3 separate regions of the Mus musculus genome follow, and regions 2 and 3 are each linked to region 1. The links are chromatin contacts, called in public Hi-C and promoter capture Hi-C maps. All regions are on one chromosome and are shown on one strand. Each heading gives the region's core, a stretch centred on a gene start, on an enhancer-like site or on the middle of the called end of the contact. The rest is flanking DNA. Distances are from core to core; before and after follow the strand shown. Region 1 holds the start of Syde1 (synapse defective 1, Rho GTPase, homolog 1 (C. elegans)). Region 2 holds the start of Slc1a6 (solute carrier family 1 (high affinity aspartate/glutamate transporter), member 6). Region 3 holds the start of Ccdc105 (coiled-coil domain containing 105).

Region 1 (4,177 bases), core at 1,115-3,614:
TCAAGACGGCTCACTCATAGGCGGCAGAAGGGAATTCTTTCCTGCAGCTGCTTCCAGCCTCAAGACCTGAGATCCATGACTCCAGATTATCTCAAAAAAAAAAAAAAAAGGCTGCTCTTCATTGGTGCTACTGAGAGTTCAACCCTGTTTCATTCAAATCCCGAGTGCTTAAAGTTTAACCTCATTGAAGTTGGTAATCCCAAATGGACAATAAAGTACCTCCTCCCACCTGTACTCTTAGTGGTGTGTGGGACAAGAACTTCACTGGAAATGAGGAAAAGTCTCTGCCAACACTTCAATGGGACCCAAGAATTCATGCAGGTTGTGGTGATGATCTACACCTTCCGGGTGGGTGGGGTGAACGGTGGTGAAAAGACTTTGTTCAGGAATGTGATCTTAGTTCCAAGTCCACCCTGGGCACTGAATGTAGCATCGAACGCAAGTGTGAAGCAGGTTTTATTTCTTAAGGAGGACACAACACTATATCCTGCCTGGGTTAATCAGTGATTAACTCTGAGTTACCAATGATGCATCCACGTTACATTAAAAACAAATGCTCTTCTTGGAGTCATTTAACCAAGAATACAGATTTGAATTCTTTACTTCATACTTCCTTTGTTTCTGTCCTCTATCTGTTGCATGAGTCTAAATGTATGCCTGCATCTGTATCTGTTCCTGTCTGTCCACCTGTTTGGTATGAGCTCTGTATGTGTGTGGGGGGGGGGAGAGAGAGGGGGGGGGAAGTGTTTTACTCTATATGGATTGAACAGCACATAATGGGATACTTTACAGAAGTCTTTAACAGAGTTTTACAAGGGATTAAATTGCTAGCTCCATCTGTCTCTAATTGACACAGATAACAAGCATCACTGTTTATCAACTAATTTCTGTAAATGGATACTTTCGACGTTTTTTTGGTAGAAAGTTGCTTCTGCTTCTGCAAGTGTTGCTTTCGTGTGCATTATCTGAGTGAGGGGCCGGGAAGAGTACCTAATCTAAGAGTCCAGGTATGCATTACATTATAGGTTGTAAGAAGTTGATTGCATGGGAAATCCAAAACAAGTAGAGTTGATTGCTACATTGTTCTCTTACTCAATGAGTACATAGGAGGCTAGCAGTCGTGGGTGACTTCCAGGTGTGGTATTATCTCTGGCTGTAAGGTCTAGCAAAAGTTCCAGTCTCTTAGAATGTACTAGATCTTTTCAAACTATTGCAGCACCACAGTTTCTCCTCCCACATGTGCCTGGATAAGCAAAGCTGGGCAGGTCTTCCTTCTACTCATCTGCACTCTTAACTTTTAGACGCCTGCATACCCACCAATTACCACAAAACTACTGAACTGGGAGGAAGCCAAGGACACAGAGGTGTCCACATAGGTGCTTAGTCCACTATCCCAGTGGAGGTCCAGCCTGTGTCTGGCACCAGTTAAGAGACCTGAACTTTAGTTGTGCCACAGTTCATGTGTTGAAAGTTTAGTCCTCTATGTGGCCCTGTTAATAGGCTAGTCATGGTGAAAGGAGCCTATCGGCGGGAGTTGGCCTTCAGAAGACGGTTCTGTGAGACCAAATTAGCAGTTAAAAGTGCTTGTTTCCCAGCCGTTTCTGGGCACCCACACACACACCCCGATCCATGTGCCATACACACAGAAGCACACACATATTCATAATAAAAAGTAAACTTAAGTTGTAAGAATCAGCCCAAACCTAAGATTTTTTTTTCTCTTCCTGTCTTAAGGAGTGCTGCTAGGACATCAACATGAACTCAGTCTACTTTAGAAAGTTGTCCAGCCTCCGGTATTTCAGTACTAAATAAAAAATAATAATACAACCTCCGATTTCACCACTTACTTTCGAGATACACCTATCCTTGCTGTGTTCTCGACTGAGTAGAGATCAGCAGACTGCATCGTCTATATCGCGTCCATGTTCCTGACAGTGAGCATCCCGGCTGTCTGAAACCACTAAGCTTGAGGGTCAATAAGCAGCAATAGTAACTTGAGTTGGGGGCATTTGGGGTTCCCAAGGAAAGATCGTGGTCGAGGTACTGGGTGATGTGGGGATGGATGGACGGACAGGAGGAAAGACATGAGCTGATGTGTGCCTTGGATGCGGTTTGGGGGAGCCGACAGAATGTGCTGCATGCCATCACACAAGGAGGATGGTTATGGGGGGCCCAGCCTATGCCATGACATTCATAGTTGAAGAGTTAGATCAGCCCAGCACCCCATCATGTCCCCTCCCGGCCCCAGGCGACTACATCTCCCAGCATCGCCTGCTCGGGCCGCGGGAAAGGAAAAGAAAAAAAAAAAAAAAAAGTTAAGGCCAAGCATTCCCGGAATGCGCTTCCTGCTGGAGCGGGCCGGTGGGGGGGGGGGGGTAGGCGGGCGGGGCGGGCGGCCGCAGCCCCGGGGCGCGCACTCGGCCGGCCGCGGCCCAAGCATGGCCGAGCCGCTGCTCAGGAAGACCTTCTCCCGCCTGCGGGGTCGTGAGAAACTTCCTCGAAAAAAGTCAGAAGCCAAGGACCGCGGTGAGTGCGGGGACTCTCGGAAAGTAAGAGAAGGGAGCCCCACTCAGCCTCAGATCCCCAGGTCCCCGGTAGGGTACGCAGCGGGACCTAGTGGGTAAGCCGGGAGCGAGCCCTGATGCAAGAGAGGAATATGCACCGGATCTTTGTAAGGCTGGGGGGCTGGGGCGGGGGGCACGGACCGTTATGTGCAGCTGGCCTGAGATGCCAGCCCCAGGGATCCTTGCAAGGCCCCGCAGGGGGGCCTCACCCCTGACAGGAAATGGGGCCTCGAAGGGGCGCCCAGAGAGTGGCGGGGCAGGGGCGGGAGGTGAGGACAGCTGTGTGGCATCGACATGGCTGGGTGGTGGGCACCTCTCCTGGGTACACACTCCTGTACTAAAGAGAGGTCGTGCGGGGTTATATTTATTATTGCAGTCTTTTCCCCAATTCCATGCCACCATCGCTCCAGAGGCTGCAGCCGCACCTACTGTGGCCAGCCCCAAGAAACCGTCCTGTTTATTAAGACAGAGAAACTGAGGCACGTGGTTGTTGGGTGATTTGTCCCGGGCCTGTGAACTGACTTTAAACAATCCTCTGGACTATGCTACTGATGACAGAGACCTGAAACAGAGGGCCAAAGGGTGGAAATAGAAGATCCTTAAATCTGGGGGTCCACAGACAGCAAGAATGAAATGGAAAGGAACGAAAGCTGTATGGGTAGGGGGCTTCGGAAGGAAGCAGTTAAAGGAGGGAGGCCACTATACCAAGGACCTGACTCTTCCTCCCGGGCCGTTCCCAGGGCATCCCAAGGGTCCCAGGGCCAGAGAAGGGATCCGGGTGCCCACACATAAACACACACAGGAAATCGACCATGATGTCAGAGAAAGTAGAGCCAAGATAAGGGGGGCGGGGTAACGGGGCACTGACTGTAGAAATCTGGCTTGGGCTGAGGGGCAAGATCCAAGAGAACTTGTGGGCAGGATTTGGGAAATGGGAAAAGGGTGCTGAATGAAAAAGAAACCAGCGTTCCCTGCCCTGCCTTCCCAGCAGCAGCTACTAGGGCCTTGAGCAGGGCTACAGATCCTATTGTCTAAAGTTGCTTCTCACACTGAGCTCCAAGCTGGAAGGGGGTCGAGAAGAGAATATGATAATACTGAATCTCCTCATAAACAAGACATGGAGCATCAGGAAAAATGCCTTGCTCAAGGCCACTCAATGAGAAGGGGCAGGCGTAAGATTCTAGGATTAATGGAATGTCTGGGAGAGGGGTGACAGAGCCGAAATGTCCTGAGGTTCCAAGGACATTTGACCTGGACTCTTGAGGCTGATTCACAGTCCCTTTTGCATTACTAGGGGCTAGGGCAGGGGACCTTGAAGCTAGGACTGCAAAAGTATTAGCTAGCTGCTAGGACCAAACAAAACAGCTGGTTCCAAAGGAGGCAGTGGCTCCAGGCTAGCAAAGAGCTTCCTTGCTGTCGATTGGTTATGTGAAGTGAGGGCTGAAGCCAATTAGCTAGACTGCCTCCCTGGACCTCTGGGAACTTGAGAGTTGGGTCTTACCATCTTCATTCTCCACCAGGCCACCCAGCCCAGCGCTCAGAGCCCAAACCCCCAGAACCAGAACCTCGTGTCCTTGAAGGGTCTCAGGCTGGAGCAGAGGTACCACCCAGCC
Region 2 (4,177 bases), core at 496-2,995, 190 kb before region 1:
GTGAGCCAGGCGTGGTGGTAGTCTCAGCACTTGAGAAACAGCAACTAAGTGGCAAGTCTCAGGCCAGCCTGGGCTACACAGGGAGCTCTTTTCTTCTGATAGAGAGGGTGAGGAGGAAGTGAAAGAGGAAAGGAGGAAGGGAAGGAGTGAGGGAGGGAAAGAGAGAGAGCAAGAACGAGAGAGAGAGAGAGAGAGAGAGAGAGAGAGAGAGAGAGAGGAGTGTTGTTGGTATTTCTTAACCAGAATGCAGTGTGATATGGCCTTGGAGGTTAGCTTCAACCTTTAGGAAAGGAATACACAAGAAACGATCTTTTTGTTTGTATTTTTCATGTTTTCTTTTTCTTTGTTGATGCAGCCTGAAACAGTGCAGGTGTGTGTGTGTGTGGGGGGGGGGGGGGGTAAATAGGTTCATTTTTATCTTATGTGTGTGAGTGCTAGAAGAGGGTATTAGAGCCCATGAAACAGGCAACCAAACCAGGGAAGTCCTCTTTACCACCGAGCCATCTCTCCAGCCCTAAAGCTGTAAGCTTAAATGGCCTGTTTTTTCTCTCCTCCCTCCATTCTCAGGCCTATAACTAAGCCATCTCCAGGGCCTTTTCTTGCACAAACGATGGCGGGCTAAAGGAAGATTCTTTGTTTAAATAACATCATATATTGATGCTATGCTACCTGGAGGAGTAAGTGACAGACGGGAAAGAGGCAAGATAGACATCATTCATCACACACTCACTTGAATACAGACAGCGTCACATCCTGTGTGCAACTGACACCTATGTACTCCTTTATGGACATGCAGTCCCACGCAGACTCTTCAGACATACAGCCACACACCCTCCAGAACTGTGAATCCATACGCGCCATGCCAAACACATATTTCCTCCCCACAAACAAACCTTTGCTACAGTCATGCACACCAGAAGACAGATAACCTCTCTCACACCGTCAGAAATACAACCAACCCCATACATTCAGCATTAGACATACAAAGTCTACACAGAGAAACACACACATGCGCGCCAGCACGCGCGCGCCACCACCATGCACACCATGAAACTCAAAGCCACACACTTTGAGCCTCCTGCACAAGTACCCCATGCAAATGAAACTCCGTGGACAATGATGTTCACCAAAGTCTTAGGCACACAAGCACATGCTCACCCAAAAATAAATAACACAGTACAACCACAATCGCACCTCCATACCCAGCTCCCTTGGAATGATGGTCGGTCTTAACCACAGCAGGCATGTCTGGAGTTGGATTATGAACCCCTGGTAGGGAAAATGGAGTCCAGCCAAAGAAATAGGAGAGACATCATATTCAGTATTGGAAATAGGACTGCCTGGGAGTTGAGGTTGCTGAATGGGGAGTTCTGGAGATGGGAAGGAGACCCAGGGATCTAAAGTAAGGAAACTCACCAGAGTGGCAGGGCAGAGGCAGGCTCAGCACCTATAACGGGACTGGAAAGCACTGAGGAAAGGTAATGAGAAAGTGGAGACCTGTGCACAGGGAATGACTCGGACCCAGAGCCAACCCTACTCAGGATAAATGTCCCACTCACCAGCCTCGGGTCAGCGGGGCCGCCTTGCCCGCGCCTTGGCCTGCGCGCTGCGCCGGGATGCAGAAGCCAGAACCCGCTGAAGGACCTGGCCGGGTCCGCAGGGACCCTCCAGGGACCCGCGCTGTGTCTGCGTTGGGGACCCGAAGACAGAGAGAGCGACGCGGAACAGGGATGCGCTATGCAATCGGAGGAATGCAGGCTGGCCTTGAGCTCACGTGGGTGCGGGGGGCGCGGGGCCGGGGCGGGGGGCGGGACCCCCTCGGGGATGTCCCCCTGCCGCAGCTGCTCAGGAGCTCCGGGACGCGGGGCGGGCGGGGTGACCGGCCTCTCCCGCACAGCCTCCGCCCCCGCGCCGAGCCGCGCCTCCGAGCCCGCCCCCTGCCCCTCCCGAGTCCTCCGAGGCCAGCAGGCCTCCTGGGATGTTGGGGTACCCAGCCCTGTTACCGCTGGGAGAGCGCCCACATCCTCAGCGTGGGTCTGAGGCAGGGGGAGGGAAGACAGCCCGCATCGGGTGACCACAGCCACCACGTGGGCTCGCTGCCCAGCTTCTCCCTCAGGTGCACCTTTCTGGCTTTGGCCACTTTACTGCTGTGTCCCTCTCGGCCAGTCCCTCTCCCTCTCTGAGCCTGGCCTCCTCGCTGAAACAAGGGAGGTGACTTGGCCGACCTGAGAGAAAATTACAGCTGAGGAAAGTAAAGCGAACGTGAAAACGCTCTCTGCAGCATGAAGCGCTGTGCAAATCGAAACCTTTCATAATTGCTGTTACTGTTGTAATTAATGGTATCCCTTGCAATCTGCAGCGTATCTGCGACACTGTGGAGCTGGCATCTTCCTCCAGGTTGACACTGACTTGGTAGCTTCCAGCACATTAGTTCTTCTGAGAACTGAGCCTCTTTACAGAGTTTGACACCAACCCCAGCGGGATAATAAAAATCAACCCGGAAGACACTGGTTAGATGGCTTACTACTGCTTGCAGGGCAAGGCTGGCAACCTGAGTTTCATTCCTAGAACTTACGTAATGGTGAAGGAGAGAACCAACAAGGAGAGAACCAACACCAGATCTCCACGGATGTGCCGTGGCAAGCTCACAATACAAACATGTACTGTAGTGTAGTCAATCGATGTTCGTTGTTGTTATTACTGTGCTATTATTGATGGCAACATCATGCATCTGGAAGATTCCTTGAGTTCTATTTCATTTACATAGCCATACTAAACACACGTTACCACCCCAGTTTGCAGACAAAGTGACAGGTTCTCATAAAATAGCACAGCCTTCAGAGCTGTCCAGTCGTTGTACTCAGAGCCCTGGCCCTAATCCTTGAACACTTGCTAAACAAGGTAGTTCTCAGTCTTACCTGGACCTTTTAAACACAAGGAGAACAGTTTTAAATTCTGATGCCAAATCAAAACTGCACTGGGATTCTACCCCACACCCTCCCCCCAAGTCAGTGTGGCTCTCAATCCAGAGATCCACAAATCAGTGGACCAGTGTGGCTACAGGTACGTTGTGGGATCATCCCAAAAGTTCACCAGCCCCTGAACAAAAAAAAAAAAAAAAATGCAGTACATTTACACCATGAAATTTTGCACACCCATAAAGAATGAAATGATCAAATTTGCAGAAAAATATATAGAATTTGGAGTCACTGTTTTTAATGTATTTTTACTTATTCTTTGAGAATTTCATACATGCATACAATGTATTTTGGTCATATCCTCCTTCCAACTCTTTGAAGACCACTCATTGTTAACCCCCTGGGTCCTATTAGTGCTGCTTCTGTGTGGATGTGTGTGTGGCCATCCCCTGGAGCATGGCCAGCCTACCAGGGACCACACTCCTTAAGAAAACTGTCTTTCCCTCCCCAAACAGCAATCAGCTGTCAGTAGCCCCTCAGCTATGGGTTGGGGCTTGTGAGCTCTTGTGCAGGCGACCAGAGCAGCTGTGAGTTCATGGGGTCAACAGCCCTGTCACGTCCAGAAGGCACTGCCTCCCAACCTGAGCAGACAAAACTTTTGAGTCTGTTTGAAATTCAGACCAACTGAATCACATGCCCGGGATGGAACCTATTTAAATAATCCTGCAAGTGAAGCTAAGGTGTGATTAAGGCTTAATGAATAGCTACCCTAGATGTAGGTAGGACCAGGTCACACTTTCAAGACATCCCTGCCTCCCACCCCCCCAACTCCCTCTGTTTCACTCTCTGTCTATGATCTGATATTTATATTTATATTTCTTTATATCGCATTTGCACTGCACTACAAAGTAGGCATTACCATCCCTCTTGGCAGACATTGCAAAGGGGACTCAGAGAGGTTAAGTAACTTTTCATAGGCAGCACAGTCAAAAGTAGCACCCCAGCTCTAATCTTTGTGCATGGAACCCTGGCTCTGGTCCTTGAACACACTTACTAACCAGGGTGATTCCCACCTCTACCTACCTAACACATTCCAATGCCAAATCAAAACTGCACTGAAGATGCCCATGTATACCCAATTCTGTAATTCTGATACAATGTGTGTGGTTCTGTGCCTAAGGCTTAAGCTGTGGATCTATCAACTAGGAAAGTCTCAGGAACTGCAGAGCCAAGAGGAGCTCAGGAGGTTCCATGTAAGT
Region 3 (4,177 bases), core at 475-2,974, 160 kb before region 1:
TGTCCTTGTTCCTCAACTGTGATTCCTGCCTGACTACAGGAAGTGGCCATTTCCAGATCAATATCTCCCCCCTTGATGGGAGTTCCAACTAGAGTCATCACTGTAGCCACCTTGGAGTCTCCCTCAGTCCCAGGCCTCTGACAAGTCCTAGAGACGCCCCTCAAGCATCCACAGATGATTTCTGTTCTCTCCCCTGCTCTCCCTACACCTGATCTCCACCCCACTACCCTTCTCCACTCCCTCTCACCCAGTTCCCTCCATCCATCCACTTCTGATATCTATTTTATTTCCTATTCTGAAAAAGACTCAAGGCTTTGGTTGTTTTTCTTTGAGTCTCCGGTTGTTGATTTTTGTTGTTTAAAGCATTGGCTTGGGCCTTTTTCTTTTTTTATTTTGTAACTGTCATCTAAGAGACCATCTTTTTAGTTTTGGTAGCTTGCACTAAAAACCCTGTGCAATAGGAGAGTAAAGCTCACTGTGGTCATAGTAGAGAAAGACTCCTTTAAGATATATAAGCTGGGTTCTGAAGATCGAAATGAAGTAAACCACGAAGTCAGCAAAGGAAAATTCTATGAGAAGAAAAGAGTTCTCAATTTTGAGGTAAGAAAGAACTTAGACTGTCCTAAGAGCTGGAGAGTATTACATATTTTAATCTTTTTTACTCTATTTTAAGTGGAATTGCATTGTTTTGGTTTGTTTGTTTAAGGTGCATAAAACCTCAGGTGTCTGTCTTTAGCTAGCTCTTCCACCATTTTTGAGACAGGATCTCTCACTCCCCAGGAGGTGGCCAGGTCAACTAGTGGCCAGCCAGCCCCAGAAATCCTCATTTTAGCATACCCAGTGCTGAGATTACAATCTCACCACCGGGTCAGCCTGGCATGTTTTCATGTAGGTTCTGGAAATCAAATTCAGATGTTGTATTGTAAGGCAAGCACTTTACCAGCTGAGCCATCTTCCCAGCTTCAGAAATTGTAGTCTTTTTTTCATTTATATATTTTTATTATTTAATTCTGTGTATGGGGGGGGGGGTGATCTGTCCACATGAATGCAGTGCCCACAGAGGTCCGAGGTGTCAGATTCCCCTAGGTGTCAGTCAGTTGTAAACCATCTGATGTGGGTGATAGGAATTGAACTCAAGTTCTCAGAAGAGCTATATGTGCTCTTAACCTTACTGAGCCATCTCTCCTGCCCAGGAATTGTATTAATTCAGGTTGCTGTTGTTTGTTGGGGTTTTTTCTGGTTTTGTTGTTGTTTGTTTTTTGGGTTTTGTTTTGTTTTGTTGATTGTTCATTTCAGGAGTATAAAAACATAATTGGGAGCCAACAAGATGGCTCAGTATGATTCCGGGACCCCTCATGATGAACGAATTACTGCACAATGCCTCTCACCAGTACATACACCCTGTGGTGGTGTACACACACAAATATATGTATATGGTATTCATGTATACTTCAAAACTACTAATATTAGTACTAGTTTGTGAATTCCTTAGGATTTTCCAAATGCAAGGCTGTGTTATCTACTAGTAGATATAGGTTGGTTGACACATTTCCAAAATCAAGAGAAACAATGAGAGAGGAACTCCATAAAAGCGGCTCCCTCAAGGAATACAGTCTGAATTTCCAGGCCTAGTTCTCCATTTTGCCTTTCCCATCCCCCGCCCCTGGAACGCAATCTCCATGGTTGTCCTGGTTGCCACGGTGAGGGGAGCTCTGGGAGCACGCATTCTAGCCACCAGTAAAGAGTGGTGTGTGGTTAGGGCTGGGTGGACCCCTGTCCATTCTCCGAGGAGATCGCGGGCACTAAATAAGGAACCATGCCTGTGTTGCTCCCTTCCACCGACCCGGGCCAGGACTCGCGCGTTGGGGCTCCAGAATGGCGCCAGGCGGCCAAGGCCACGTCTCGCAAGGCACACCTTCTGACCGATCGCTGTGGGCAGGAGGCGGTGACCATGTGGCAGCCCAAGGACAGTGTACTGGACCCGAACGTGGCACACCACCTGGGCCGCGCCGCCTACATGGAACCCTGGCGCTTTCGGGTAGAGATGCTCAAAGGGGGCGGCACCCTGGAAAAGCCACCGCCCGGAGAAGGCGTCACCCTATGGAAAGGGAAGATGAAGCCCCCGGCCTGGTACGCGCGCCTACCGCTGCCTATGCACCGCGACGCGCGTGCCCAGCAAACCGCCGAGGTGGTGCACGCGCACGCACGCGGGGCGCGCCTCACCGCCGCCCGCCTGGGCCGCGCACAGCACCAGATCAATGGGCAGCTGCGGCTGCTGCTGCGCCAGCGCGAGGCCACTGACCGCAGGCTCAGCGAGGTGCGCAAGGGCCTGCTCATCAATCAGCAGAGCGTCAAGTTGCGGGGCTACCGACCTAAGTGTGAGAAGGTGCGACCCTCCCCGCCACCACACCAGAGACAGAGGTTGATGCTTCCTTCTTCAGACAGACAACACACCCTATTCTCCATCTCCAGCGAGGACACCCGCAAAATAGGGTGGCTACACCTCCAAGTTCCAAAGCCTGAGTTTCCCAAAAATTGTTACTGAAATTGAGGTCACAATCTGTGCCTCCAAGAAACCAGGTTCGGCCACCCGTCCTCTATACACCAAGTAGAACAGAAAAATTAATAGTAAAAAGCAGATAGGGTATTTAACCAATGAGAGCACTTCTCGAAGAAGGGCAAAAATATCCCTCCAGTAACCCTCTGCTGTCCATTTTCGTTGTTCTGAGAGATTAAAGTTTAAAGAGGGAGCCACACTACCCACATCTAAGCCGTTCGAGTTAAGGCGTGGCCCTGCCCATCGCTGACCTTTTGTCTAGGCTCAGTCTCTTTCGACCAAGGGTCTGGTTAGCTGTCAGTACAATGTGAAATCCCTTCTGGGATGAGAGTTTCTCCTCCACCTGGTACCAGGCCTTTTCCTTTCCCCAGGAGGAGATATCTGGGGTGAATTCCAGTTTCTTGGGGGTCTGTTAATAGTTAGATTGAAGGACTTACGTGTCTCTTTAGAATATCTTCGTTCCTGTCAGGGAACTTCCAAAAGAACAGCCCAGGTGCCTTTCCCCAATAGAAAAACTGTTTCAAATCTAAGCTATGAGGGTAGACCCCTCTCCTCGCCCCACCTCCCGCCCACCTCCCCCATCCCCACCGCAGCCCCAAGTCACACTGTATAAAAATCTTCCCAAAGAGGGAAATTCGAATCTCCAAGTTCGAATATCACATCACATCTACTCCTGCTCCAAAAAGTTCACCAGACCCACAGATTCTGCTTTGGCCAAGAGGCCATAATGCCCCAAATTCTTTCTTTTTCTTTTTCTCTTTCTTTTTCTTTTTCTTTTTCCTTTTCTTTTTCTTTTTCTTCTTCTCTTTTTCTTTTTTTGTTTCTTTGTTTTTTGTTTTTTGTTTTTCGAGACAGGGTTTCTCTGTGTAGCCCTGGCTGTCCTAGAACTCACTCTGTAGACTAGGCTGGCCTTGAACTCAGAAATCCGCCTGCATCTGCCTCCCAAGTGCTGGGATTAAAGGTGTGTGCCACCACTGCCCTGCTGATGCCCCAATTTTAAGGGAGAAACACCCTCAGACCTGGTTAAGGTCTTGAGTGCCAAGGGCACTTGATGATTTCCCAGGTCTCAAACCAAAAGAATCCACACAAAACAAAAGATAAAAGCCATCCCTGAGCTGGAGAGAGGGCTCAGTGAGTAAGAACCCTTGCTGTGTGAACGTGAGGACTTTAATTTGAAGCCTCTGAATCCACAAAAATGCCAGAAACTATGCCTTTGTACTGAGAGCGCCTTTAGCCCCATCACTAAGGACTGGAGACAGGTGATATCCCCGGAGTTCACTGGGCAAGCTGCCTTGCCCAAACAGCAAACTTTAAAATATCAGCAAACAGCTCCCTCAGCCAGTCATAGGCACACCTCCTGGAAAGATCAATTCTTCTCAGAGAGACACTTCCACTCTCCCACACATTCACCCCATCCCCCATCCCACCCATGCCTCCCCCAAAGGAACAAAACTACTCCAGCTGCAAGCTCCACAGTTCACAAAGATGTGGGAGTCCTCTCTACTCAAAAGTATGAAATCTCCCTCCAGCCTTCTCTTGAGAGTAATTCTTCCCCCCCCCCCCCACACCTTTTTTTTTTTTTTTCCAGATCCCAGACAAGGCTGACAGCTTGCTTGTCTG

Evidence for each region. Promoter capture Hi-C pulls out the DNA fragments that hold promoters and counts their contacts. Hi-C and Micro-C count contacts between places; a contact is called where the count stands out from the background.
Region 2: a contact with region 1 is called in a promoter capture Hi-C map of embryonic stem cells, with 2.3 times the contacts expected there. The contact joins the promoter of Slc1a6 here to the promoter of Syde1 in region 1. A contact is called at or near these places in 5 of 39 promoter capture datasets (the 3T3-L1 cell line, cranial neural crest, embryonic stem cells and 2 more) and 1 of 484 Hi-C or Micro-C datasets (uterus).
Region 3: a contact with region 1 is called in a Hi-C map of Sertoli cells, with 2.0 times the contacts expected there. The contact joins the promoter of Ccdc105 here to the promoter of Syde1 in region 1. A contact is called at or near these places in 4 of 39 promoter capture datasets (cranial neural crest, embryonic stem cells, liver and 1 more), 7 of 484 Hi-C or Micro-C datasets (Sertoli cells, embryonic fibroblasts, embryonic stem cells and 2 more), 5 of 115 datasets of contacts at active chromatin or transcription factors (the NIH/3T3 cell line, embryonic forebrain and embryonic stem cells) and 1 of 9 other capture datasets (embryonic stem cells).

The regions. Positions count from the first base shown.
Region 1 is chr10:78,590,151-78,594,327 of GRCm38.p6, reverse strand. It overlaps Syde1 (synapse defective 1, Rho GTPase, homolog 1 (C. elegans)), which reads left to right and starts at 2,364. Exons shown (of 8, transcript NM_027875.1): 1 at 2,364-2,526; 2 at 4,085-4,177. The coding sequence starts at 2,439. Gm30346 (a long non-coding RNA gene) reads right to left here and starts at 2,287. Exons shown (of 3, transcript XR_380602.2): 1 at 1,848-2,287; 2 at 1-90.
Region 2 is chr10:78,778,064-78,782,240 of GRCm38.p6, reverse strand. Slc1a6 (solute carrier family 1 (high affinity aspartate/glutamate transporter), member 6) reads right to left here and starts at 1,745. Exons shown (of 10, transcript NM_009200.3): 1 at 1,560-1,745. It also overlaps a transcript of Ccdc105 not described here.
Region 3 is chr10:78,750,614-78,754,790 of GRCm38.p6, reverse strand. Ccdc105 (coiled-coil domain containing 105) reads left to right here and starts at 1,724. Exons shown (of 7, transcript NM_027630.1): 1 at 1,724-2,386; 2 at 4,146-4,177. The coding sequence starts at 1,817. All of the region lies in intron 1 of Gm30400 (predicted gene, 30400), which reads right to left.